3 separate regions of the Mus musculus genome follow, and all the other regions are linked to region 1. Evidence: chromatin contacts called from public HiChIP or PLAC-seq and promoter capture Hi-C data. All regions are on one chromosome and are shown on one strand. Each heading gives the region's core, a stretch centred on a gene start, on an enhancer-like site or on the middle of the called end of the contact. The rest is flanking DNA. Distances are from core to core; before and after follow the strand shown.

Region 1 (4,872 bases), core at 879-3,378:
AAGGCAGTATTGGGACAGCCCCCTCCCTCCATCCTCTGTTTCCTGGACTCCACAAGAAGGCATTTTGCTCTACTGTGTGTCCCCCACCATGTAATGCCTTGCCACAGGATCCAAAGGAACAGGCCAACAGGACTGAGACCTCCAGAACTGGGCAAAAATATATCCCACCTTTTAAAAATATTTCCTGCTTGGGAAGCATTTTAACATTCAAACCAGCTTCATCAGCTCACTCTTAAAGTATGCACATGGATCAAATAAGAAATGAAAATTAACTAATTAGTAACATTTGCATACATTTACAAATGTATACACTGCTGATGAATTAAGTAAAACAAGCTAACATTTTGAGTTGTCAGGAAAAGTCACCTATGCTCTTCCAAATAGAACCATTTTCTTTAATGTTTTTGATATACACAAACTACTGGTATGCAAAAAATGAGCTGGTAGAAAAACACCACCTAACAGGTATTCTGAAAACTTAGGAGTTAGTTTGTGGTCCAGTGATCTAGCACTTGCCCTCAGTTGTGAAGTCTTGAATCTATGCACACAAACAAATGTGGAGACCAATGGTTAGGAATACAGCTCAGTGGTGCTTGCCCTAAAAATGCCAAAGACCTCAAACAAAGCAAAAAATGCGCCTTGTCAGTAAAAGTCAAAGGTCCAATTATAGCAGTCTTCTCTGAATATTTGAAGTACTGCCTGCACATCTCAAGGTCCAAATTTTGGCCTACAGAAATAAAAAATACAATTTTTGATATATATATATACACACACACACACACATACATACACACACACCAACCTACTTAGGGAGTGAGCAGAACAACCCAATCAATTTAATAAAGCTTAAAGAAACTGTTAAGCAACTAGCTTCTTTTAAACAGAGAGAAATGTAAACTATTACATGACTAATAACACTCCACATTATTAAAATTAAAGAGTGGGGTCCCTAAGGTGTTTTTGTTTGTCTCATCAAGTTGTTCAGGCTGGCCTTGATTGGTGACCCTTTCTCTTCAGCCCGGGATTATAGACATTGTGACACCAAATCAGGAGTTACACTTTTAGGTAAGTTAGAAGCAGCCTTTCTAAGTATCTGTGCAGTTCCTCTTATGGCTATCTTTTAAAACTTATAAAAAAGGTTTCCTCGAACTGTCCAGTATCTGTTACAAAATAGCAATTACTAGTCATCATATTCTTTATACAATGGGAATGACACTAACACAAATCTTATCCTTTCTGGATTTAGCTTCTGAAAGTTAATATGGACCTTCCAAATTTTCAAAACACTGTATTATTTCTTAAATGTTCTGGTGATCAAAAACAAACAAACAAAGAGAGTCTTTACTTAATCTTTACTTAGCGCAAGTAATGTATTCGTGCTAAGAAATCAAACTGAGTGCACAGGGTGGTGCTTCCATAAGGTTTTCCAAAACAATTAGACAACGGATGCCCGCTACGGTTGACTTTGTTCGACATCAAGAGGAAACACGGAAAAAATCAGTTCGTTTCTCCTAAAGGCGAACGGGGTTCAGAAACCATCTTCTCCTCAACAGAATCCTCCTCCCCCAAAGGCCCGGCCGCTTCCAGTCGCTCAGGAACATGAGAAAACTTCTAAGGCCCTGAGGTTAACATCTCGCATTTGAGTTTTAGGAGTGTCCCTAACACCAAGGGCCTGTGTCACTGAGGCATGCACGCCAGCCGCTGTCCTACGGGAGGAAAAGGTCGGGAGGACCGGAGCCCGCGGTCGATTTTATTCCCGGGGATCCTGGCTCTGCGCCCGTCCCTCCCTAACCCTAACCTGACAGGCCCTCGCGCTGCGCCTCCCCCTTCCCTAACCAGAGGTCCCACCTACCACGCCGCAGCGCTCCGTCTCCCGGTTCTGAAGCCTCCAAAACGAACCTAGCTCCCGGGAGCCGAGGCTGCCGTCGCTGCCGCCATATTACAGCTTGTGCGGCAAAATGCGTCAGGGAGGAGGTGTGCGCCCGAGCCGGGAGGGCGGGGGCTGGAGAGGAAGAGCCGCTTCCTTCGCCCCGGGGCTCGGCTGCAAGCCGCCGGGCCACCACGGGGCCCCAGGCCGCGCCGCGGTCCCCGGGGCCACCCCTCCGAGCCCGAGCAGCCCAGAGACCTCGACGGAAAGACGGTTACCTCGGCCCAGAGGCCCGCCGCGGCTCCGCCCCTCGCCCTGAGCCCTTCCCGCTCTCGTCCCCAAGGCCCGCAGAAGACGCCGCCGCGCCGACAGACGCTCTCGCATCCCTCACCTGCCCCGCCGCGGGCTTCTCGTCTCCCGGCCCGGTCCTGGAAAGCGCTTCAAATCTACCGCCGTCAGGAAAGGCGCTAAAGCCCACTAACCGCCTCCCTCCCCCACAGCCCAGGCCAGGCGTGGAGGGAAGGTGTCGCGCCGGAAGTACGTCAGGGATGGGTGCCGGCGACTCCCGGCGTTCCCGGGCTGACGTCAGCATCTTCTCCTTGAGCTTGTAGGGTCTCTTCTGCCTTTTAAAATACGTTCCCGACGGGTCGCTTGATGGTTTCTGAGAGTTGATTGGATCGGTGTGGATCCGTCAGAATGTCACAGCGCTCCCGAAATGATGCGCATCACTTTATAAACAGTGACATCCTCTGTCGAGGTATTTAGAGAGACGTTCTGCCTCCAAGGAACCTTCAGCAAACGCTCAAAAGCTAGTAACAAAGATGAGCTACTTTCGGGACGTGGTAGCGCATGCCTTTAATCCCAGTAGTCGGGGATTAACATTTTATTGAGACCGGGTCTTACTATATACCTTGGCTGCCTTGGAGCTCTCTACGTAGATCAGGCTGACATCAAACTCTTTAAGAGATTACCCTGCCTCTGCCTCTTATCCCAAATGCCTGGTCCTATTTTAATATGGTTGTATTTGTGCCTGTGTGTATATGCACTGTATATCTATAACTGCTTGCAGAGGTCAGAACAGGGTGTCAGATCCTCCCCGTCCCCAAACTGGAGTTAAAAGCATTACGAGACACTCAATATGGGTCTTCCTTCAAGAGCCACAAGTGCTCCTAATGGCTGAGCCATCTCGCCAGCCCTTGGCCATGTGATTTAATTTTCGAGGATGAAATTTGAGACAAAGTGGCATGCTGCTCTAGGCTTTAAGACATTGCCTCTTATTTTCTTCATTTGCCAATATATTCTAATCATCCACAAACAAGGAACTGGCAGGCATTAGAATAACATAATGGAAGGAATTTAGATCCCAGAATAACTACATGGAGCAGAAATGCCTCCTATCGGGCTCATTCACCTAAGATCTTAATTTGTGAGAGAAATCGATCTTTTAAAGCCAGAAACAAACAAAAAGGAATTCCATTGTAAAAATTAAATCTAGGATGCCACACAGTGGCGGTGGACATCTTTGATCCCAGCACTTAGGAGGCAGAGGTAGTCGGATCTCTAAGATTGAGGCTACAGAGACCTACACAGAATTTAGAAGATTGAAGTAAGGCAGAGTGTTGTACAGTTATTTCATCTGGACAGAAATGTTTCCTCCTGGAGGGAAATCAGGATGAAACTCCCAAAACTCACAAGCAAGTTTCAGGAACTCGGGCTGGAGACATAGCAAATTGGAGCTCTTGCTGTGCAACTGCGAGGCCCAGAATTCAGATCCGTACACCCACATAATAAGAGAGGCTTCGTGTGCAAACCTGTAATCCCAGCTCAAAAAAAGTGAATAGAGATAGGTCCCAAGACTCTCTGGCTTCCAGCCTAGCTGAGAACATCCCAGATTTGGGGAGAAAACTTGACTCAAAATGATTAGATAGAGAACAATAGACAAGGCCACACAGTGTCCTCTCTGACGGCAATGCACATGCATTTGAATACACATGTTCAAGCTCACATGCATGGACATAGACATATACAGAGAAATGAACAGATATATCTTTTAAAAATTGCAAACATTGCTAGGAAATGGTTGTGCACACTTCTAATCCCAGCAGAGGCAGGCAGATCTCTATGAAGTTGAGGGCAGTCTGGTCTACAGAGTTGAGTTTCTGGACAGCCAGGGCTACACAGAGAAGCCCTGCCTGGGGATGGGCATAAATAAACAAGAAAGCTTTGAAGCTCTCAGGAACCCTCTCTCTTGTTAGATGAGCCGAACAGTTTGCTGGAGAGAAGAGACCGTTTGCTGGGCTGCCTGGAAGCAGCTCTTGTAAATTGTCACCTAGACTGAGGGAATTGTTTGGTGATGTAGCTGCCTTACAGACACTCATTATCCTTTAAGTAAGCCCTCACCTGTGTTTGTAGAAGAAACCCCAGTACGTTTATGAGTTCACTAAGATAGACTTGAGTGAAATTGTTCCTTTGGTCTGTCATCAGTATCCTCACTAAACATGAATAGACTTTTGTTCATATCTTCCCAGGAAAAGAACACAACACGCTAGGAGCCGAAACAGGGTTTGAAAGAACCAAAGATGCATTTGAGAGGAGCAGCTGTGTGGTCCCTGCTCTGGATGACCAGAAAAGCACCTGGGCTGAGACAGCTGAGGGTGGTGCATCTGTGCAGGGACTTCCATAATGGCTCTTCTGTGGTACAGGGTGGCATTGCCTCTCCGATAAATAGTGTTTACCAGGGACCATGTGGTTTATGCTGGTTAGGGTTTTTTGTTTGTTTGTTAACTTGACACAAATCTAGAGTTGTCAGATTGCTTGTAGGTCAGGGTTTTACTTTTGTTTTTTTTTATTTTTGTTTTTGTTTGTTTGGGGTTTTTTGGTTAATAAAGAAGGGATTTGCACGCCTTTAATCCCAGCACTCAGGAGGCAGAGGCAGGAGGATTTCTGAGTTCGAAGCCAGCCTGGTCTACAAAGTGAGTTCCAGGACAGCCAGGGCTATACAGAGA
Region 2 (4,872 bases), core at 1,093-3,592, 1.3 Mb before region 1:
AGTTGAAAGTTGGGGCTCCCATGGAGACTCTACCTTGGGTATAACTACAGTGTAGAGTAACAGGGCCCTAACTACACTTTTCTTTGTAAGGTCCCGATTGGCCTTATCTTTCTTTCCTGGCCTGAGCATTCCCTCAGCTTCCTAAACTGCTCAGCTTTTTCTGTTAGGGGAGTCACTGCATTGACTCCCATGACCAGCTCCGTGGAGTCGACTTGAAGACTGCCTGGGAAAAGAAGCAGGCCATGAAACAGCCCCAAGTTCTTTCTAATAAAACTGACTTTACCTGCAACAGATGCAGAGAATTTCAAGTATGTGTGTACTCTGTCAATCACTGGAAGTTACATCCAAGGGCGAATCGAGGGACATGGGTAGATTCACCAGCACTAAAGGCTAATAAATTGTAGGTTGGGCGATTTGCCAAAGAACCAAAAAAAAAAAAAAAAAAAAAAGATACCTCCTGGAGTCAAGGCAAACCTCAAAAATCACTAGTCTCTCTGACTTCCAGTTTCTGATCCCACAAGAAAAGAACTTAGGCGTTATTAATCACTTCTGAGATAGTTCCAGCTGGTGCCCTGCAAGCATGAGGACCGGAATTTAGATCCCCAATACTCATGGTTTTCCTAGAGTTGTGGAGGTGGAGACAGGCAAATTCATAGCACTTGCTGACCAGGCTGTCTACAGGTATTCTAGCTTCCCAGTCCAGTGAAAGGAGAACCTATCTCAACAAGGTGATTTGCTCCGGAGGAACAACACCACTGAAGCTTGGCACACAGAAAAATGCCCATAATTCTTACAGATGCAAAGTGAAAGATAAAGAGCGGCAATTCCATAATCCCTTAATCCAGGTGACGGGCATGGAAGCATCAATTCACTGTGTCGTTCTCTTCAGTCTGACCTTGAATGGATGGAGGCTGGCTGTTAAATACTATTTATCTACAAATACTATACTTTTGTTTGAACATTTTTTTTCTCTTGGGAAAAAAAAAAAAGTACTTCTAAAACAAAATGCCTGTCTCCTAAGCAGCATCTAATTATTTCACAACCCATTTTCTGGACTCTGATCTTTAAATGGGTATAAAACAGCAAACTGTGCTGAGAAACGTATTATTTTGCCTGTGCTATAATTTTGTGTGAAATAAAAGTATTTACAAAGATGAAGTCCGAAACTTTAGACTTAACGAGTTTTTAAGATCACATGCATTTTCCACCTAGTTTTATTATGGACTCATTTTTTTTTTTTTTTTCATCTTCCAATTTCACTAAGTACTAAAGAAGCCACGTGGTTCTATAAAAACTAGGGTCAGGTGGATTATAGCAAAAAAAAAAAAAAATCATCACCAAGAATTTACCTGCTGACACAGCACCGGTAATTGTCAAAATATATTCTTCCTCTCTCATAGGCTATAGGTGACTTGGAATGAGTTGTCCAAACATTCTTAAATTTAGTACTCTCCTGAAAGACACAAAGAATTTCAGTTTAGGAAAGAACTCAGTCCCCTGCTATGGAACCATTTTCGGTGGGTAGTTGAAATCTACAGTTTTAAAGTACATTGTTTCTCCTTTTTTTTTTTTTTTTTTCTCCCTCTGCCCATAGATGTCGGTTTAGTTGGATGCCCAAGTTTTGAATCGATTGTTTGCAGGAAGGCAAAAGAAGCTTTTTAAAAACTACGCCAGGCGGCGGACCTGAGTACCTATTTTCTAATACCCTAATTGCGGGACACGGATGCCCCTCCCCACGTAAGACCCTCAAAGGGGTATCAGAGCGCGTAAAAAACTGCAGCCCGGCAGGAGGTTGGACCCCGGGCACCCCGACTTCGGCGGGCGTCACCTGGCACACCAGCGCCCGCAGGATGCCCAGGTTCGTCCTCTGCACCACGCCTGCGTCGCGTGCATAGAAGCCCAGAGCCCGGCGACTCAGCCTGCGGCACACATTGGCCTTCCGGGTCCGGCCCATGGAGACTAGGGGTCCGCAGGGCCCAGGAGGGGCGCGCCCCTCACTTCCGCGAGGGGTGGCAGCCGCCACCTGCGAACCTCAAAGGAAGGCTGACGCGGGACCCCGCGCTGGGGACTCGGGGCAGAGATCAAGAGGTAGCGACACACGGATTTGACGCAAAGGAACAGAATCAACGGCGCCTTCCTGGCCCTTCTTTCTGCTCTCGGGATTAACGCTGCACCTCGCGGCCCTCCGTATCCACTCCCTCTCCCGGAAATGTAGTCCCCTTGGCCTTTTCCGCCCCTATGGCTTCTTTTTCAGAACTACAATTCCCGTCAGGCAGAGCGAGGGCTGGCCTGGCCCCGCCCCACCCCTCCCTGCCCCTAGCCCGCCTCTCCTGGCCCTAATAGGCTGCGCCGTAGGGCTGCGCAGTGGGTCGGGTAGCCTTCCGGGCTGCACGCGGTAAACCTGGATAGCTTTGGTGGGTGCTGTGCAGCCACCTGGTGGTGTCGCTTCACCTGTGTGTCCCAGGAAGCAGTCCCTTTCTGCCCTGGTCGTGGGACGACTGCCAACCCCTCCTTTGGCCCTGCAAGGCTCTGGCCACGCGTCCAGAGGGGCGTTGTGGCCAGTGGGACCCTCCAAAGGTACGCCCCGTGGCTTTCCCTCAGCCGCACTTGGGACGTTGTGGATGAGGTTGACTTCAACATTTAGTTGTGTAACCACTATGCTTTTGTATGGTAATTAGTGGTGAAAGTTGCTGTTTTTCCCATCAAAGTAGGATTGAATTTCTCCTTCCCAAAGGCTCGTCCTTGTGTGGCCAGCGGGGACCCTGACTGGTTTTGTGGTAATTGCTGTGTTTTCTTCCTCCTTCCATTTTTCCCCCTTATAGGGAATAAAATATGAAATGTTTGCATTCTTATTGAACTGCCTAAGATAATCCAGGTTGACTTCTCTAAGTAAAAAATAACATTCTCTGTGAACTAGCTCAGCCTGCGTGTTCAAAATTACTAACATACTAAAAATTTCCGTAACTGTATACCAAATGCGACCCGTAACCTCATTGTAAACCCCTTTAGTGTGGTGTCTGCATCTCCCACATAGACTTAATAGACTTGGCATGCCACTCCGTGATCTTAAGTGCTTAAAGAAAAAGTCAGTAAGCACACCAGCTTTCTGATCGACAGAAGTACAGTACAGGATGGATGTGCTGGATCAAACGTTAGCCGTTTCATTTTGTTGTTTTAAATGGAAAACTCTTATACCCTTGATGCATTTCCTTCGGGGTCTGGCTTTTTTGTTTGTTTGTTTGGTTGTTTTGTTGGAGGTTTTTTTTTTCCCCCCCTGATATTTCATGACCTGCTTATAGCATACGGTGGAGTGAGTGCTTTGTATATTTTTAGAAAGCTCCACAATAGTTAATTTGGTCATTCATGAATGCAGCTGTCACTGAAATGCTGGAACCCAGAAAAATATAGCTGGATTTTCTTTGGCTGAAGCGAAATGCAAATCATTGCTGAATTGCACTCATCATTTCCTTTTTGTCTTTCTTGTCGCAGCTCTTGTCTTTCTGTGCTCTCCCACCATGGCTGAGCTTTGGTTTCTGTGCTTGTTTTTCACATGACTTCTAAGATGCCACTATGCTCCACTATTACCACAAAAACAGTAGCAAGTAGTGGGCATATTGTGATCATACCTTCCGCGCATTCACTTTAACATATTAAGTCCCAACAACTGGATGCAGACCACCCATTCAGACATGAGGGCCATGCCCCTCACTTGCTGCTCTACTGTAATGGCGCTGTCTTTCTTGGTTTGGACCAAAGTCCCCCCAGTTTCTCCCAGGTCTGAATGCTTAACCTCTGGAAACTCTGTGCGCTTGAGAAGACTGTTTACTTGCTTCTCCTTCACGTCCACTCTTACCAGGGTGGTACTTCAAGGCCAGTTGCCTCTCAGTGTTTTTCAGGTTTTTCCACGAGGCATCAAGCTTGGCCCCTAAATCATCATAGTAAGTGGTTTCTTTCCTCACAGTCGACAGCCAGTGAGCTGGCTGAGGGACTGCACAATATTCACGGCTTGGGCAGTCCCCATTCTTACCCGGCCTTCTGAATGCTCCCTTCCTGTGCTATTGATCTTACCACTGGGATCCCTAAGGAGAGTCATTAGACCATCTCTGCCTCTCCCACAACCAAGTACTTTTGATTCTATTTCTGTCCAGTCTTTTCATCCCAGTAGTTTTATGCCTTCCTGTTTTCTATCCCATTATTAATTAGCCTTCTGATTGTTCTTCCTGCCTACACTTGGAGACTCTCGATTCCCAACCTGCCGCAGCCTTTTAGAGAGTGATTTCACTAATGCACAAAGCTGTCACATCATTCTTAGTGGCTCCTAGTTACCCACCACAGAATGTCTCAAACCAGAATCCAACCTAGAGTCTTTCATTGTTAAAGTATTTTTGGTATGTTAAATGTATGCAAATATAAAACCATATATAAAACCCTATGTAGCTTTTGTGCAACTATAATAACCAGGCTTTTTGTGAACTAAGTGAAGCAGAGCTATGTAACCAGTAAATTCAAGTGCACACTTATTCTTTTTGTTTGTTTGTTTGTTTTTGCTTTTGTTTTTGTTTTTGTTTTTCCGAGACAGGGTTTCTCTGTATAGCCCTGGCTGTCCTGGAACTCACTCTGTAGACCCAGGCTGGCCTTGAACTCAGAAATCCGCCTACCTCTGCCTCCCAAGTGCTGGGATTAAAGGCGTGCGCCACCACTGCCTGGCTAAGTGACCACTTACTCGTTGTGATCATTTGTACTGTTTTACTGGACCTTAAAAATCCAGAAAGCAAATCCATCTGTCCTGGCCTTCTTGGTACACTTCTCTTGCATTGAGACCTATATATATTTTTCTAATGTTACAGATTAATCAGTGCTCCTAGTATTTAT
Region 3 (4,872 bases), core at 1,003-3,502, 1.1 Mb before region 1:
TTCTGCCTTGGGATTTATTTACAGTTTATGAGGAATGGAACTCTCAATGAAAGTCTTGGAAATGACAGGAGTCACCCAATGAGTCTAACCATCTTTGTTATAGATGGGAAAGTTGATTTTTTTAATAGTTATTGACATTAAACTCAGTTCTTTTAACTTCCTTCCTGTTCTGTGTCCTTTATGATACAGTGTGCAAACTAAGCTTACTCTTAAAAGAAAGAGGGGCTGGGGTAGAGGGTTTGCCTAGCAGGTATGAAGCACTAGGCTTGATCCCCAGTATATAGAAGACCAAGCAAGCAGAGTATATATATACATATCATATAAAGTCATAGATAAGCAACCAAGACATGGGTGTATGTCCATACAAAGGCTTGCACACGAGTGTTCATGGAAGTATTAAAGTAGAAAAGGGAGAATGCAAATGTCCATCACAGTTCAAGGGATAAGGCAGGATATATTCGTACAAGAAAATGTAACCATATGGCTATTAAAATAATTATGTTCAGGGAAACCACTTTATGTCCAGAAGAAAACACTGGACACTTCATCTAAAATTCAGGAAAATTCAAATTACTCCGTGGCATAGAAAGAAGATATATGGCTCTGAGGGGGATGGAAATGGGGCAGGTAGGAACCTCAAAGGGGTGGGGAGAAGGGAGTTGAGTGGGCAACAGATGTTTGCTACTGATTGTACAAGGGGCATCAGAGCTGTATACACCCTACAGTGTGAACTAAAGCCACACACTTTACAGTGAGTTCTATGTCAATAAAGTTGTTCAATTTGTGAGTTCTTAGGTTTCAAAAGCAGAATGTGACTGAAAACAAGAATCTGAAGCACAGGAACACCCCAGTGACTTCTGGCATAGCTGACAACCAAGGCTCTATTCTGGGAGTACAGTTTATCTGAAGAAAACATTACGATGAGAAATGCAAAGTCATAAAAATAAAAAATAGAAATGACATTTTGGTCCCCCTGGTAATCATGTCATTTCCTTATGCCTGCACAGTTGCTCTATAGCATAATCATTTTAGTGTTCTATTCAATTTGGTTTAAAGAGAGCAGTAACCTTGTCGTATTTTTCCTGGACTACCAGACTTGCTCTTTTATGAACAAGATGGCCAATCGCTGGTGTGTGTACGTGGGTGTGCAGAAAGCTATGCTCTATCTATAAATTTTAGCAAATGCTGTAATTTGTTTTGGGAATTCGTCGTCAATACTCAACAGCGGCACCAGAAACTGGAAATTTCTAGAAACTATACCTTCTTCAAGATGAACACTATAGTTTTTTTGTTTTTTGTGTTTTTTACTGTGAATTCAGTAGTCAACATTTTCTATTTAGATTTTCCACTTCTGTGAAAACAAAGAACAAACAGCTATACCACACACTCAGGCTACCCCACCGGTAGGGTTTCTCAATTCTTTTGGTAGATTGTTTTAAGGAAAGTTTTATTTTCTTAGGTTCTTTTTTTTTTAATTCCGTGACTACTCCTGTTTTGCAGATGGATAAGTGCACACTGCTCTTTCTTTCTTTTTCTTTCTTTCTTTCTTTCTTTCTTTCTTTCTTTCTTTCTTTCTTTCTTTCTTTCTTTCTTTCTTTCTTTCTTTCTTTCTTTCTCCTTCTTCTCCTTCTTCTCTTTCTTCTTTTTCTCCTGAAGGGCAAGAAGCAACTCTCAACTTTTCAGTTCCATTTTGAGACTCCGGAGCCAGGCGAGAGCAGAGGCGTCTCGGGCAGGCTGGGTGTGGGGCGCGCTTCGGAGCAGGCGCGCCGCGGCGAGGGGGAGGCAGGTGGCAGCGGGGGCGCGCCTCCCTCCGGCCGGCTCCGCGCACGCGACTCGCCGCTCCGCGCCGCGCCGCGGGCCCCGCGCCTCCCAGCGCGCTCGCGCCCTCCCCGCCCTCGCCCCGCCCGGGCAGGGCCCTCCCCCCTCCCCCCTGCCGGCCCCGCGGCCGCCGCCGCCGCCGCTGCTACCGGAGGCGCAGGAGCCTCGCGATAGTGTTTGCATTGGCGGCGCGTGACGCCGCCGCCGCCGCCGCCCGTAACTGATGCAGAGGTTACCCCGCCGCCTCAGCCGCCACCCACCGCCCGCCACCGCCCGGGCGACGCCGGGGCCCGACGCACTGCAGAGGTGCCGGCAGGTTCCGCCCGCGGAAGTGGCCTCGGTCGGCGCGGCCCGCGCTCCGCCCGCGCTCCGGCCCCGGCCCCGCGGCCCCGGCCACTCGCCTCCCCTCGGCGCTACCCTCCCCGCCCGCCCTCCGCCCGGCGCGCTCCCTCGGCGGCGCGGCGCTCCCCTCCCAGCCCTCGCGCCCGCGCTCGCCCTCAGCGCGGCCCCCGCCATGACGGAGGCGGGTGCCGGTGCCGCCGCCGTCGCAGGGGGGGAGTCGGGCTCCCAGAAAGTAGCTTGATGAGTGTCCAAAGTAGCAGTGGAAGTTTGGAGGGGCCGCCATCTTGGTCCCGGCTCTCCACGTCTCCAACCCCGGGCTCGGCGGCGGCGGCCAGGTCCCTGCTGAATCACACGCCGCCATCCGGGAGGCCCAGGGAAGGTAAGCGCCGCCGCGCCCTCCCGCGGGCTCCCTCGGCCCGCGCGGACCCCGGGCTGGGGTGGGGGGTGGCGGTTCGCGGGCGGGAGGCCTGCCCTGGCTCCCTGAGCCTCCTGGCCTCGGGGCTCGGGTGGGTTTGCCCTCGCGGTGCAGCCTCGGCGCGCGAGCCCCCTCCCCTAGCCCGCACTCCTCCCATAGAGGCGGTCCCCGCGCCGCAAGCCGGGCCGCCGGGACCGGTTAAGATGCCCCTCGCCCGCCTCCCGCATGCTCTGGGCTGCCTCGGATCCGAGTCGGATCCCCATCGCGGCCCCTAGAGCGATCCCAACGGCAGACCGACTCGTGGGCAAGGCTGCTCGTGCCACCCCCCCCCCCCCCCCAGATGGTTGCAACTTTCCTTCCTTCGCCATCGGCTCCTGCATGTTTGAACGTTATGCTCGTGGGTTGCAAGTACGCTCGTGTTCCTTTCTGCCCAAGGGTGGTGGGCTTTTTTTTTTTTTTTTTTGGTGGAAATTCCTGCTTGAAGGTTTCTGCAAAACACGCACTGAGATCGGTTACAATTGTTTTCTAAGTTTTCTGGCTCCTTGCATGCAAGTGTTCTGCCACCAGATGTAGCAGTCACACAGCTAGTAAGGCACCTAGTGCTTTTGACTAAAAAATGAACTTGCTGCCTTTAACTTTAAGTATACTCCATAAAATGGAATTCGGGAGAACACTCCTTTACCAGGGAAGAATAAATTTGCATCGGATCTCTTTTAACGCCCTTTTGTCTGGAAAATGCGAAGTCGTATTCGTTAGCAATCGGTAAATGGGCTGTTCGCTCCCGGTTGTCTCGCACAAGGAGATTATCAGCACCTTTAAAAAAAAGAAGAAAACGTTTGAAAGTCCAGCAGTCTAGTAAGCCTTGTAAAGAAATTCAGAGCTTCGGTTTATGAGTCGTTCGGATTATTGTATTTTGAAAATATGTCTATATTTATTATCCATAGCTTTGGTAATTGCTAATCAAATGTTTCTTGCCCGGATCCAGTGGTTGAGGCATAGCATTCTTTGTCATTTTGTTCCCGTGAGCATGTGTGAAAGTGACAATAGGCTCAAAGATTGACGTGAATATGCTCTAGAAAATTCATGGGAAGATTTGATTTATGGCATCCATTAAACATGCCGAATACGTTGACAGACATTTTCCCCTTTCATCTCACCCTGACACTGATTTTTCATTAAAAGAAATAAGAGCTTATTTATTGAATGACTTAAATTAATAATCTGAGTTTTTCCTTCTGTTCTTGAAAGTTTATGTACATGTATAAGCTTGAAAATTTGTAAGTTTAAAATTTAAAGTGTGTGTTGTAAATAGGGCAGTTGGTGCTTGTAGCTTGCTTGTTTCCACTTTGTAGTTTCATTACGATGTCTAATGGTAGTATGAGTTTTGAAAGATTATCGTGGTTTCTAGAGTACTATACCTTTGAAAAATAATTCCTCATTGATTTCTCAAGTGTTTATTGAGCCATTACTATGAGCCAGGACCCGTATGTGATAATCTGCTGAATACATGGTGTTGGTTTAACAGTTGACTTCTGTTATCAGTCCTGGGAATTTGGCAGGCACCAAATTCAGATGGAGTTTCTAAGGAAGGTCAGCCCTAGCTGACCGTCTTAGGTGTGCCGTTCTGCACCCTTCCTGATGATGAAATGTTCTGAATGGTTGGAATAACTTAATTCAAACTTCCAAATAACCAGAAATCCTGCTCCCCTCCCTCAGCAGCTTTTTTTTTTTTTTTTTTTTTTAAATGGGTTTTGTTTTTTGTTGTTAACCTAAAATAGTGAGTCTTAGTTAATACTTGAAATTCTGGGATATAGTCTTGTGAGTTACACTTGACAACAAAGTTTCCATCCTTTTCTCCTTTCCCCTTGAGTCTTATAGTGGACCACTGCTGTATTACAGGGCTACACCCCAGCCCTCATAATTATTAGGTCATTTATTTTTTATTAACCATGTAAATTAAAACTGTTAACCGTCCTCCACCCCTATTCATTTTGAGGCTTGGCACCATGTCTTTAAATTTTACCATTGCCAGAGGAATGATAAAATTATCTGTTGGAAGCCCCCCAAGGATCAAGATGGAGAAGTTTATCATTGAGTAGAGTCCCCTTTTTTGTTACAGGTGTTTAGTACCTTTTGAAGGTATATATGTTAATACGCTGCATAAACTGATTAAATTTAAGAACCTTTTGATTTCAAGGGAGGGCTAGTAAGAAACATAGGAAATGCTGGTGGGATTTGATTGGAAACATTGAGTGACTGTATCAGGACGAGTCTAAACTTTGTTTCTTGAAAACCTG

What was found. HiChIP or PLAC-seq counts read pairs in DNA pulled down with a chosen protein or histone mark. Capture Hi-C pulls out chosen DNA fragments and counts their contacts.
Region 2: a promoter capture Hi-C map of liver shows a contact between it and region 1, with 2.5 times the contacts expected there. The contact joins the promoter of Mettl8 here to the promoter of Ppig in region 1. A contact is called at or near these places in 2 of 39 promoter capture datasets (liver and pre-B cells) and 3 of 9 other capture datasets (adipose tissue, liver and pancreatic islet).
Region 3: a contact with region 1 is called in an HNF4G HiChIP or PLAC-seq map of pancreatic cancer cells. The contact joins the promoter of Tlk1 here to the promoter of Ppig in region 1. A contact is called at or near these places in 2 of 39 promoter capture datasets (the HPC-7 cell line and erythroid cells) and 1 of 115 datasets of contacts at active chromatin or transcription factors (pancreatic cancer cells).

Annotation. Positions count from the first base shown.
Region 1 is chr2:69,720,344-69,725,215 of GRCm38.p6, reverse strand. It overlaps Ppig (peptidyl-prolyl isomerase G (cyclophilin G)), which reads right to left and starts at 2,128. Exons shown (of 14, transcript NM_001081086.1): 1 at 1,853-2,128.
Region 2 is chr2:71,053,076-71,057,947 of GRCm38.p6, reverse strand. Mettl8 (methyltransferase like 8) reads left to right here and starts at 2,342. Exons shown (of 10, transcript NM_145524.3): 1 at 2,342-2,577. It overlaps Dcaf17 (DDB1 and CUL4 associated factor 17), which reads right to left and starts at 2,204. Exons shown (of 14, transcript NM_001165980.1): 1 at 1,829-2,204; 2 at 1,350-1,453. The coding sequence starts at 1,954.
Region 3 is chr2:70,822,860-70,827,731 of GRCm38.p6, reverse strand. It overlaps Tlk1 (tousled-like kinase 1), which reads left to right and starts at 2,252. Exons shown (of 20, transcript NM_172664.3): 1 at 2,252-2,539. The coding sequence starts at 2,401.